3 separate regions of the Arabidopsis thaliana genome follow, and all the other regions are linked to region 1. A link is a contact called in public ChIA-PET and capture Hi-C data. All regions are on one chromosome and are shown on one strand. The core of a region is the stretch at or near the end of the contact, and the rest is flanking DNA. Distances in the headings are between cores, read along the strand shown. Region 1 holds the start of AT5G35200 (ENTH/ANTH/VHS superfamily protein). Region 2 holds the start of AT5G35170 (adenylate kinase family protein). Region 3 holds the start of AT5G35320 (DBH-like monooxygenase).

Region 1 (4,117 bases), core at 423-2,922:
GGAGTGTCCAAATCTTTGGTTCTCTGTATTTATAGCACGTTCTTGTGATTTCAAGAGTGAAAGAAAACTCTGAGAGCTCATAACAAAAGAGATGTAACCAGACACTTACTGGGGGGTCAACCTCAACATCGTACTTCAAAACACGGAAACACTCTAATCGCTCCTCTAAGAATAGAGCATAGAAACGGACCCAAGCAGAATAAGCCCAAGCTGAAAATAGGGGTGAAAGAAAGATAAGTGAACCAAAGAGCTTCTTGTATAAAAAAGATTCAACGAAAGTAAAAAGCAGTCTACTACCATTTGGACCAGAATCATCTTTAAAATGAGACATATTCAGCATATGACTTCTGCTTCTGCTATAATTAATAACTTCTTCATGAAATGTCTGGTCCACTTCTCTCAAGGCACGGTGAATAACAATAAGAGTTTTCAGTGCAACCTGTAAAACTAAGGAGAATCAGTGGCAAGTACTAAATAGAAAACAGCCACCTTTTCTTTACAACGATAGATAATCAACCGAAAATGAAGCTGTAGACAGATCATACACACCTAACAAACTAAGAATTCCCAACTACTGGTACATATCTAGCAATTCCAGTTGTTTCCAGAGTTCTAATAAGTAAACCTATAGGAAGGCCATAGAAAAAGCCATTACCGCCCAGTTATGTGTTCTTGATAACCGCCTAGCAAGAGCATGGATACAATAAGCCACATCTGCACGAGGCCTTGTTGCTGAAATAGCCATAAAAATAGCTGCAAAGAGACACACACAACTTGTAATACGCCATTTGGTATATCGAAATCAATGGCGCAAAAGAACATTTGCAACCAAGGCACTAACCATCTATGATCTATGATACCCACCTCTGATGTATCTTTCTTTAGAAGGACGTTCCACATGATTAGTAGCCTTCACAATAGCAATATCCAATTCCTGCAAAACAAACCGTTGTTAGCTTAAGCAAAAACAGAATTCACTTGGGAACAAAGTTAGTTTTTTACCTTGTAATCACTATTGACCTTAGCTAATGAAACTGTGGTGGTATCTTTAATAGCTCCAAGATACCTCCTTAAACTACTCTGTGATCCACCACCACCTGACATTTCGTTTCTCCCTCCTTAAACAATAGAAACCCTGAAAATATTTAACCTTGTAAACAGTCTTCGACTTTCACAAACTCATCAACAAAACCTAAAGATGAAAACTTTTCTCTTGAATCACAAAACCCTTATGTCAGCTAAGAACATAAACATCAAAATCTACCCAAAAACACAAACTTTTCATTGTTTGATCAATACCCATAAGCCCTAGATTCATCAATAACCAAATCAGTCCGAGAAACATGAGAAAACAACGAATCGAGATCCGTAAAGGAGAAGACTTTAAATCACCTGATCAAGGTTTCTTGAAGACAAGAAGGGAAATCTCAGGAAGAAAGAAGACAAAATTCAACAACAAAGGATTTGGAAATTGGACAAGGACATAAGAGAGAGAAGACGAAGAAGAAGAAGAAGAAGGAGAGAGGTATAAAGTCAGAGTCTTTCTGATATGTACGTTGGAGGAAAAAGGGAACAAAGTCTTTGTTAGCGAAAATGAGCTAAGAGCTAACGTGATTTGGTTTGGTTTGGCCGCCGACGAAAATTATTATTCTTTTTATAAAAAGAAAGTCTATCGCTTTAATTTTAAAAGTCTGAAAATAGGTCAAATCTTGACAATTATTCCACGTTACTATTTGTATTAGCCAATTACCTTCCAGAATTCTGTATACTAATTATTACAATAATGTTGAACTGTCAAGACGTCAGTAAATTAAATAAGAAAAAACAAAAATCATTGAGATTGATCATTAAGTAGATCTAATTTGTAACATATTACTAGATATATATATTTCAGACTATTATGTAGTAACAATTATTTTTTTATCATCTAATTTTAATTAGAGTTCAAAAAATCAAATTTAAAGAATGTTGTTTAAATAAATGATATGAATCGGTGTGGTACGAATCATCGCAGCAAATTATCTATTTTGATATTATGTAGTCATAATCTATATATATTAACAAATAAAAACTTTGTCTTTCTTCTTTCACTCCTTATCTTTTAGAGAGAGGACGATTTGCCGTATACCGGAATATTGTTATAAATATTGTTTTTCCCATTCTAATCGAATATTTTTTTCGCTTTGTTGGTTTATTTTCTCTCCCTTATCTGAATCTAATAAAATTGCGACTTAATTCTTTGCTAAGATCATTTCTCTCTATTTCTACAAGATCTGAATTTGAATCCTGCTTGCCATATTTGATCTTCTCGTCCCACCGTTGGCTTAATTCCAATCTTTAGCTAGAATAATATATTTGTCGATTATTATGACGAGGACCTCAACTAGGTCTTAGGCGTAGCTTCTGCTAGGAATCAAGGTTAAGATGATGAAGGATTAACGATATCTTCTTGCAACGACGAAAGCGGTGGAAGTCAATCGAATTTGCAACGACAAACTTTGTAGAAGGAGTTTGGTGGTGGATTTGTGAAGTTAGGGGCAGAATTTGCACTGAATCGTGGATCTTGGGCGGTACCGACTGTATCTCTCTCTCCTTCTCGCGTATCAACACGTGTTGTACATGTGGCACCTTAGAGCAACCACAGTGATTAGTTTATAAAGTTTCTAAGTATTTTTTATTAAAAAGTTTTGATAGTTTTGTAGTTTTGAGATTTTGTACAGTTTTTGAAAATTTTATGGTCCATTGGTGGAATCCTTAAGTGGGTTTCTAAAAAAAAAAAAATTGTCAATATTTTTATTTGAGCAAACATGATTATTATTATTAGGATTTTTTTTTTTTTTTGAATTTAATGTTAAATTATATTCAAGAAAAAATAAACATGTTTACATCAAAGTGTATACTGTTTTTAATTTAAATCTTGATAGGAAAAAACCCATAGATTAAAACTGTATACGCCATATCAACTTTAATACACTTACTTTGTTTGCTTCTTCAATCGACCACAGCCCTAGTCCACCTTCATTCTTTGGTGTGCAGACCTCAGTCCATGCCACTTTTACCTTTCGAGGGTTCATAGATGGTCCTGACCACAAAAAGCTTGAACACAGTTTATCAATTTCTTGAATGCATGCTTTGGGCAGCCGGAAAGCAGCTATCCAAAAATTTGTAAGACTGAAGATCACCGAGCGTATTAATTGGAGTCTCCCCGCAAATGAGAGTGCTTTAACTGTCCAAGAACTAATCTGTGATTTGATTTTTTCGATGAGAGGTAGATAATATGACGATGTCATCCTCCTTGTTAGTAGCGGAAGTCCCAAATATCTAACCGGTAATGTTCCATGTTCAAAAGGAAATTGTTGGAGTATCTCTTCCCTTTGAATTTCCGGAATACCAGCCATATATAATGTAGACTTCTCTAGACTAATCTTTAATCCCGAATGTATAGCAAAATCATCGAAGACCGCAAGTGTACCTTGGATAGATTTCTTGTTTCCTTCAACAAACACCATCAAATCATCTGCAAAACATAGATGTGTTAGCTTCAATAGCTTACATTTCGGGTGGAAGCCTATCTGCTTGTCAGTTGCTGCCTTGTCGATCTTGCGGGATAGAACATTCATACATATGACAAACAGATATGGACTTAAAGAGCAGCCTTGTCTTAATCCTCTTTCACTTCCAAAATATCCCGCTAGTTCTCCATTAACTTGAACTGAGAAAGAAGCCGTTGTTACACAGGTTTGGATCCACTTAATGTATTGTTCAGGAATGTCTAGAGCTCGCAGCGTGTTAAGAAGAAACCCCCATTGAACTGAGTCAAAAGCCTTTGAGATATCTATTTTCATTGCGCACCGAGGGGAGATCGATTCTTTGTGGTAGTCTTTGATTACTTCTGTGGCAAGGAGTAAATTTTCCATTAGCAATCTATCCTTGATGAATGCTGATTGATTTGGTGTAATGAATTTTGGCAAAATGATCTTGAGCCTATTTGCCAGAATCTTCGATATAACCTTGTAAAGAACATTGCAGCAGGAGATTGGTCTGTAATCCTTCATATAAATGGCTTTTTTTTCTTCGGTATCAAGGCTAAGATAGTTAAGTTAACTCCTTTCGGTAA
Region 2 (4,658 bases), core at 1,279-3,778, 47 kb before region 1:
CATGTCCAGCATCTGGATGGGCCGTGTCTACTACGTCTTTGGATTCCTTTTTGTAGTCTTGATCCTTCTTGTCGTAGTGTGTGCCGAGGTTTCCCTAGTGCTAACATACATGCACCTGTGCGTTGAAGACTATAAGTGGTGGTGGAAATCCTTCTTTGCATCTGGATCCGTTGCAATCTACATCTTCATATACTCCATAAACTATCTCGTCTTCGACCTCAAAAGCTTGAGTGGACCCGTTTCAGCGACTCTTTATCTCGGCTACTCTCTCTTTATGGTCCTGGCTATCATGCTCGCAACAGGTACCGTTGGTTTCCTCTCTTCCTTCTGGTTCGTACACTACTTGTTTTCTTCGGTGAAACTTGACTAAGGAATCAGACCAGAGGCTTATTGGCTTAAAGAGATTGTATAACTTTTTGGAGAGAACTGAGATATCGTTTAAGCAAAGGCATCAATCAAATCATTCAATTGCTCCAACAAGGAAGTGTAAGGGTTCATTGTGTCATATTGGAAGCTTCAAATTTTCCTTTTCATCGTGTAAGAAAATTTGTTTCCTCTTTCTTGTTTTTCTCATCTTGTTGCATCTTTTATGGTAATGCCTCTGAACTTGAAAATGTTTATTTTTTTCCTTAATGTTTAAGATTAATTTTGGTTCTGTTCGGTTTTGATTACTATAGAATACACACTCTACCATGTTGGTGACCGTTGCCTTTTCATCTCTTGTTTTCTAGAACTAGAATTGACATTTTGGTAGAGATGTTGTGGTGGGTAAAAAAGCTCAGCCCGACCTGAATCCAAAATAAACCCGTCCACCAAAAACCCAACTTTAGAAAACCCAGATGGGTTTTTGATATAGTGGGTAAAGCTCCAAAAAACCTGATTGTTACGAGACTACCCGTGGGTATCCAACTTAGTTTTTATCATTTTTTTAGAGTTTATGTTTAACTGTTAATATACTATTATATGTATGTTATATCTATATTTTGCTTATAAATATATTTTAAATTATATTTATTTTCTGTATTACATATAAATTTGATGGGAAAAAGGTTGAATTGCGTCTTTGGCGGGAAAATGTTAAATTGCGTTTTTTGGCGGAAAAATGTTAAATTGCGTTTTTGGCGGAAAAATGTTGAATATCATTTTTGGCGGAAAAATGTTAAATTGCGTTTTTGACCGGAAAATGTGAAATCTTTTTGGCGGGAAAATGTTGAATGTCGTTTTGGCGGGAAAATGTTAAATTGAGTTTTTGGCGGGAAAATGTTGAATTGCGTTTTGGCGGGAAAATGTTGAATTGCGTTTTGGCGGGAAAATTTTGAATGTCGTTTTTGGCGCGAAAATGTTGAATTGCGTTTTGGCGGGAAAATGTTGATTGTCGTTTTTGGCGAGAAAATGTTGAATGTCTTTTTTGTCGGGAAAATGTTGAATGTCTTTTTTAGCGTTAAACTGTTAAATCGCGGTTTTGGGGAAAAAATGTGAAAAAAAAATTGACAACAAAATGTTGATTCACTTGAAAAATGACTTAAAAAAAATCCGTGGGTACCTATAATCCAATGAGGTAAACCCATATGGGTTTTATTTATTTGGGTACCCAGCCCATTTTAAACCTGTGTTTTTTTTCCAGAAAAAGTAGATGTATGGGCTTAAAATTTTATGTGGGTTTTGGGTACCCAGTGAGTTTTAACCCATCATTAACATCTCTACATTTTGGTAACAAATTGAATCACCAGTCTATAGAATTGTTGAGTTTGTGATACATTTTTGTTATGAATTTGAGTAAAGAAGTAAACAAACGCGAAATAGTAGGGAAAATGGAAAATGGAATTTTCATACCCTTACAATCCGCCAAATGTGTTTTTAGACTTAGGCGCTAAATGTTTTGTAGCTTTTTATTGGTTTTTAGTTTTTGATTTTTTTACTTTTTATTTTGTTGTAGATTTTATTTTTTGCAAAATCATGAATGAAAATTTGTTTAATTTTTAGCTTTTACGTAAATTGTTAAAAAAAATCCACAAATTTGGGTTTTAGATTCTATGAAGAAATAGCTAAAAACTTCTAAAATCTGGTTTTCTATTTCTTAGGAAATCTACATTTTGTAAAATCATGAATGAGTAATTATTTGGTTTTTCAAAATCTAAAAACTATTCCAAAAATTGCAGTCATTCAAGGCCTTATCCAAAAATATACGGTTAATTTTAACTAAACTCCAACAAAATTTGAATTTCATACCTAAACTTTATTTAGTATCTAATTCGATATCGTAATTAACCGTTACAGTTGCGAATCAACTGACATATGTTTAATAGTATGGCTTAAAACGACATCGTGTTGCTTGTTTAAGTTAACGTTTGAATTTTTCTACAAAAATCGGGTCTCGACAAATCGATATATTTCGTAAACGAGTGAAACGTTGTGGGTTTAAGATCCGATTTTTGCAGAATAATTCAAACTTTAAAACGGTTTTTTGGCCAAAACAAAAAATATGAAACTAATAATAAAAAATGAAATCTAGCCTCTAGGCCACAAATATACATTTGTCCATCTTTTGCATAATGGATAAGAGTACGACAAAACATTGTGGATATTTATTTTCTCCCAAAAGCATTCTTCTTTTAATTTAGTCCATTTTATAGTTTTTTGTGGTGGCCGTTATTTAAAATCCAGTCCAGAAAGAAACAATGTTGCATTGATTGATCCAAGGAAGGAGCAAAGTAGAGGATTTAACAATGGCGTCTCTTTCTCTCAGTTCTGCTCATTTCTCTTCAACTTCTTCTTCATCTCGCTCCTCTATATCCACTTCATCGCTTTCTCCGTCGTCAACTTCTCTCCCTCTCTTACAATCACCGATCCGCCGCCGTTACCGCTCCCTCCGCCGCCGTCTCTCCTTCTCCGTCATTCCCCGTCGGACTTCTCGCTCCTTCTCCACTTCCAATTCTCAGGTACTTCTTCTTACTTACCTTGTTCTCTTCAAATTACTGATCCAATCCGTTTCCTCAAATGTGCTTAATTTTACACAATTCATGACCAATTCGGAATCTGTAGATGGAGAATTACTGTAATGTGTTTTGTATCCGTTTGTGAATTGTGATTGTATAGATTAGGTGTTCGATAAATGAGCCGTTGAAGGTGATGATTTCGGGTGCACCGGCTTCAGGAAAAGGCACTCAATGTGAGCTCATTGTTCACAAGGTAATATTTTCCACTCTTCTCTATCGGTTTCTTGTTTTGAGCTCATTGTTCACAAGGTAATTTTTTTATACTCTTTCATGATCTCTTTTCTGGTTGTCTTATGGGTTCTGACTCATGGTAGATTCTCTCTTGAGTGCGGTGAAGAATGGATATGCATTTAAAATTATCTAGTATACTGAACAATGCATATAAAACGTTTGCTGTGACTCATAAAATCTTATTTGCCATCCAAAGGTTGCTGAATTTTCCTTGATCTTTGGACTGTTCATTAAATTATTGCAATAATCACAGTTTCTAGTACGTTTGATGTAAGGAAGACTATCTATGTTGCCATTGTTTGTATGTCTTGATTTATATCAAGTTTCTCTTTCTTGGTCATGCAGTTTGGTTTGGTGCACATATCAACAGGGGATCTATTGAGAGCAGAGGTGTCATCTGGGACAGATATTGGAAAGAGAGCAAAAGAGTTCATGAACTCGGGTAGTTTGGTTCCTGATGAGATTGTTATAGCGGTACTGATTTTACTTACCTGTTTCATGCATTATTTTATAATATTACTCTGATATCTACTACCTTTCTAGATGGTGGCTGGAAGATTATCACGTGAAGATGCTAAAGAGCATGGATGGCTTCTTGATGGATTTCCACGGAGTTTTGCCCAGGCACAAAGTCTGGACAAACTGAACGTGAAACCTGACATTTTTATCTTACTAGATGTACGTGCAAATTACTCTTATTGCGTTTGTTATCCATTTCAGCAATAGGTGTTGAAACCAATTTTCACTATCAGTGGCTATGTTTCTTTGCTTATATGTCATTCTTAATGACAGGTTCCTGATGAAATTCTGATCGATAGATGTGTTGGTCGAAGGTTGGATCCAGTGACTGGAAAAATTTATCATATCAAAAATTACCCTCCTGAATCAGATGAAATTAAAGCAAGACTGGTTACACGCCCGGATGATACAGAGGAGAAGGTGACCTTTTGGACCTATTATTTGCTTTTGAATTTTTTAACTACCGTCAATTGTAATCTCACAAGTTTACTTCGTTGAAGGTAAAAGCACGGCTGCAAATATACAAACAAAATTCTGAAGCGATTATTTCAGCATACTCAGATGTTATGGTCAAGGTACTAGGCAATTTTTTTTTGGTTTCCCTTAACCTTTGGTTCTTAAAGTATTGCAATGCCATCTTTGATATTTGTGGTTTGGTATCATCTCATTCGAACACAGATTGATGCAAACAGGCCAAAAGAAGTGGTTTTCGAGGAGACCCAGACTCTACTGTCTCAGATACAGTTAAAGAGAATGATAAAGACTGGCAAGTAGTCACACATTTATATATATATGTATATTTTCATGGTGCCGTTCTTGATAGCAGGGTCAGTGTTTTCCAGTTCAAGATGAGTTTCCCCAATCTTTGTAATCTTAACTTTTATCTTGTTCTATTCTAGGTTATTTAGAAAA
Region 3 (4,422 bases), core at 515-3,014, 56 kb after region 1:
ATGTTCATTTTGATAAATTCATCTATTTAATATAATAATTATTTTTTATGATTAAATTCATCTATAACTCGAACTATCAATTCTAGTACAATATTAATATTTATATATTTATTATTCTAATATTTCACTATCATGATCACATACAACAACAATATATGATATATTGATACGATATATGTAGTTATATTACTTATGTGTTTTGAAATTTGTCTAACTTATTGTAACAAACAATTATTTATTCCATATATTCTCTCGTCATCTAGTACACAATCACATCATGATATGCTAGTAATTTAAGTCAACATTTTAATTCTCATCCCTACTATATAGTCATATAGAGTCTCGTTTTTTTTTTTGTATGTCTAATGTTTTGGATAACTATTACGTGAAAAAATTGTATATCAATGTTACAAAGTTATCAGAACTCACAAAAATGTACAGAAAGAAGGTCATATGATAAATCAAATTTACAAAACGTAATAATAAAAAAAATATCTAACTAAAATTACTAAATTAATATGAGGTTAGGTAGCAAACATGTAAAATACAATACAAGTAAATTTTTAGTCTTTATGGATTAATGACTATTGATAAAAAATTTTAATAAAATAAGTAGAATAGAATGAAAGTAGTACTTGATACATTAGTATGATTTTTTATTTATTAATGTTTTTAGAAAATTCATTCAAGGATGAGATTAATGGAGAATTTAACACAACAAAAGACTTTTGATTTTTTCTCAATTAGTTTTACTAGTTTTTTAATTAATTAATGTAGAATGATACATGTCATTTTCTTGTGTGATGATGTGTCATTTATATGAAGAGAGTTGACCAACTTTCACATATATGATTGCTTTGTTATCTTGTATTTTCTTTCCTCCTCTTATATATGAAGAGTTATTGAATTGATTCTTGTATATTTCACTGAATGATACAAAGAACTTGTCTTAGAAGAAGAGGTTTGTCAGATGATGGCAGCGTCGTAGAGCCTGTGTGAGTTATTGATAATCTTGAACCATCAGCAATGGTAACTGCGTCATGACCATTGTAGGGTTGATGTTGAAAGAGATGTTGGAAATTAGATGTGATGTGGTGCGTCGCTCCACTATCGAGTAGCCATGGTGAGGCAGCGTGTGCTTGTGGCACAGAATGGAGTTGAGGTAACTGGTTTAAAGCGTGTAATTGGGTGCATCGTTTTGCACCATGCCCATAGACACCACAAATTTGACACCTAGTTGGAAATTGTCGTAGTGGTGAAAAGCCAGGAGGAATGAGTGGCGCCTCCGTATGAAGAGTTTGCCTGTTGCGTGAAAATGCATGATTGGCAGTGACTGAGAATTCCATTGAATGATAGATGAAACAAGAGAAGAAGAATAGATGGTGACTCGGGGAAAAAAAAAGTTAGGTTTTTAGAGATCTTTGCTCTGATACCATATGAAGAGTTATTGAATTGATTCTTGTATATTTCACTGAATGATATTCTTACAACTTATATACACAGCCCAAGGCTTAGCTAGAGTAATTACAGAGAATATTGAGACATTAATGAAGAACTCAATTACAGGAATTTGACGTGTGAAGGAGAATCAGATTATGCACTTTCCTTAACACTCTACATTATATAGAGTTTTGAGGCTTAATTTTAATGAAAGTATTAAATTTGTCCAAAAAAAAAAGAAAAACAAATATGGAAATGTTGGGTTGGTATAAGCCAAACCGGAAATCTCTATACCAAAAACAAAACCGAAAAATTCATGAAAGAGAGTTTTATTCTTTCAGACTTCTGGATTCCTCTAGAGAAGCTGAGAAATACCAATTTTTCTTCTATACATGTCGCTTCTCCTAACTTCTCCAGAATTTTATTATTGTCTCTGCTCAAAGCTTTCACTTGCCGTTGAACAAACGAAGAATGGAGGAGAACGAGCGCTTGTCGATGAAGAGGAAAGATATTGACAGAGTAAACGATGACTTCTCTGATTTTTCCCTCTCTTCTCCCGCCAGGAAGATTCGTCGTCTGGTAAATTCTCTTTCTGAGTTGCTGAAAACCCTAGAATTCGTCTTCATGATGATGATGATGATGAATTGGTGTTATATTATGTTGATTCAGGATGTGGATTTGCCACCGATTATGGAGGAAGAAGAGATTGATTTACCGATGCAAGATACGGTCGCGGAAGAAATCGAGCTTGAGCCGGTTAACGATGAGAGAGCAATTGTTCTATTTAAGCCTCTTCATTATCATCAGCCTTCTTCTGGAAACGTATTTGTTGATCGACACTTGATTTCTGGGTTTAAGAGTAAGTTTCTTTCAACTTTCATCAATTTGTTCATGTTGTGATTGAAGCAATGGTTCATGATTAGGTATAACGTTGTTGTTGAAGTGTATTAGTGATGATTCTTTTGAACTTTCTTTAGTAATGAGATAAGTTTCAGTCTATGATTGTTAAAGGGCTTGTAAGTTAACTTTAGAAACTACTATGTCACAACAATGTCTTAGCTCAATAAGTTAAGAGTATCTTCTTTATTTTGAGATATCTCCATAAGTTTCAGTAAACAGTGCAGATAATCTAGTTTATATGGTATGAGCTCATATAGTTTTATATGTTGAACAGATTGTCATGTTAACTGGGAAATTATCATAGATATTATGAGGATTTTGCTGTGTCTTAGTGTCAGATTTTGTTCTGGTTCGTTTTGTTTGTTTGCCTTTAACTTGTGATCCAGAATGTTGACTAAATACAGACGGTTGTGTCTAAATTCTGAATGTTAACACTTGTGCAGATAGATTTCTTCGCGATGTATCGATAGCTGATGATAATCAGTATGAAGATGAGAGATTAAACAAGTGTCAAGCTGTTGTTTGCTGGAATCCGTCTCAGTCTACTTACTCACAGTCCATAGGAACCTTCCAACAACCGCGGACACTAGAGATTACTGAGTTGGATGAGACAGGTGAGGATGTGGTAATGGATGATGCATCCAATGAGATAGAAGAGGATACTGGAAGCACCAGTCTATCTTTCCCTCAGCAAGGACAGCAGCAAGAGCAAGAGCACACCTATGGTTTTGGCTTGCATCCGTGGCAGCAAGCGCAAAACTGTATGATTCCGCAGCTTCCTCAAGTCAGTACTACTCCCACTCCCATCACTTGGTTCCGATGATACGGCTTAACCACGGGAAAACTGAATAGGGAATGCACGAAGCAGGATAGTAGAAGGCAGATTTGTTGTTAGTTTTTGTTTCTGCCTTTTGCGCAGATTAGAGATATGGCATAGTTTTGTTGTTGTATGTTTACCAAACTAATAGCTTCAGCCATATCTCCCCTAGGATGGTTTTGACTTTCGAATGTTATCTTTTGGATGTCGTTAAAATATCCTTTGAGATAAACTACGTTCCAACTTAACATGCACATCTACAGTTAAACAGACTCTGATCTATTCTTATCTGCTTTCTTGTGTCAGTCCTCTAGTGGATTTGTGAGATAATGGAATTTGGTAATAATCAAACTTTAGGTTTAAAAACTTTCAGCATGAAAATCCAGTTATTTGGAAGCAAAAACCAAAAGGACCCATCTTCTTCATAGAAAGTATGTTACACTGCAAAACAAAATAGATGGTATACACAAAAAACAAGCTAACCACATGCTTTCAGTTTCTTCGATAAGACAAACCCAAAAAACGAAGAAAGAAGACGGGTTATATACCAGAGAAGACGAGATAAGTTCACTCTCGTCTAGCTAGATTATCTATCAGCAAGTTCGTCGTTGGAGCCAAAGATTGATAGCGTCGATGTTTTTTTCTTTTTCGATGGTTGGTAATGTGAATTGTTAAGTCCAGACTCGGTTGGCGTACCTAGCTGCAACGATATATGATCATCTGGAGATATCCATGCCAGTGGATTAGCTGAAAAATAACAAGACAAGCGAAATGTTAGAAACTTGTAAAAGCATAGACGTTTTCATGTTAATAAAGTTCCCTAAAGACACCAATGTTCGGTTCGAGTATACGTCAAATACACTCTTGACTGAAAAAATGACATCAATAATCTAAAGCCTTGATACAAAAGATAACCACAATTATATTTATGTGCCTTGATAAGCAACACACCTTCTTTAGCTACAGGGGTGTTTGTATTATCGATGGAATCCAGTAGTCGAGCTGGGCGCTTCCTCACGTAGTCATCCTGCAGCGGTTTCGGGATTTGAAACGAGAACTGTGAAAGTTTCACCCCTTCTCCAATGTATTCGGAGTTGTCATTCAAGTACCTGCAAACCAGTAATAGTGGTTATAAGGGTGTAAAGAAGCTAGCTATACGTCACTGAAAACAATTTGGTAATCACTAAACGAATTGGTAAGTCACTAAGCTTTTTTCTCCTACCATTGTTGTCACTCTCAAATGCTGCAGGGAAGTATCATGGAAA

What was found. ChIA-PET counts read pairs in DNA pulled down with a chosen protein or histone mark. Capture Hi-C pulls out chosen DNA fragments and counts their contacts.
Region 2: a capture Hi-C map of seedling shows a contact between it and region 1, with 1.9 times the contacts expected there. The contact joins the promoter of AT5G35170 here to the promoter of AT5G35200 in region 1. A contact is called at or near these places in 3 of 26 Hi-C or Micro-C datasets (root and seedling), 1 of 2 datasets of contacts at active chromatin or transcription factors (shoot) and 1 of 3 other capture datasets (seedling).
Region 3: a contact with region 1 is called in an H3K4me3 ChIA-PET map of shoot, with 12 read pairs. The contact joins the promoter of AT5G35320 here to the promoter of AT5G35200 in region 1. A contact is called at or near these places in 1 of 26 Hi-C or Micro-C datasets (vegetative nucleus) and 1 of 2 datasets of contacts at active chromatin or transcription factors (shoot).

The regions. Positions count from the first base shown.
Region 1 is chr5:13,464,478-13,468,594 of TAIR10.1, forward strand. It overlaps AT5G35200 (ENTH/ANTH/VHS superfamily protein), which reads right to left and starts at 1,673. Exons shown (of 16, transcript NM_122911.4): 1 at 1,393-1,673; 2 at 1,003-1,135; 3 at 865-934; 4 at 656-753; 5 at 298-439; 6 at 110-210; 7 at 1-23. The coding sequence starts at 1,104. It also overlaps the pseudogene AT5G35205.
Region 2 is chr5:13,416,552-13,421,209 of TAIR10.1, forward strand. AT5G35170 (adenylate kinase family protein) reads left to right here and starts at 2,529. Exons shown (of 19, transcript NM_122908.4): 1 at 2,529-2,939; 2 at 3,097-3,189; 3 at 3,573-3,701; 4 at 3,771-3,905; 5 at 4,020-4,166; 6 at 4,247-4,321; 7 at 4,425-4,512. The coding sequence starts at 2,727. AT5G35160 (Endomembrane protein 70 protein family) reads left to right here. Exons shown (of 2, transcript NM_001344097.1): 2 at 1-894. The coding sequence ends at 370.
Region 3 is chr5:13,519,982-13,524,403 of TAIR10.1, forward strand. It overlaps AT5G35320 (DBH-like monooxygenase), which reads left to right and starts at 1,765. Exons shown (of 3, transcript NM_122923.3): 1 at 1,765-2,019; 2 at 2,110-2,299; 3 at 2,784-3,525. The coding sequence starts at 1,912. The coding sequence ends at 3,163. MBD02 (methyl-CPG-binding domain protein 02) reads right to left here. Exons shown (of 5, transcript NM_001203492.2): 4 at 4,109-4,266; 5 at 3,422-3,904. The coding sequence ends at 3,744. It also overlaps the pseudogene AT5G35310.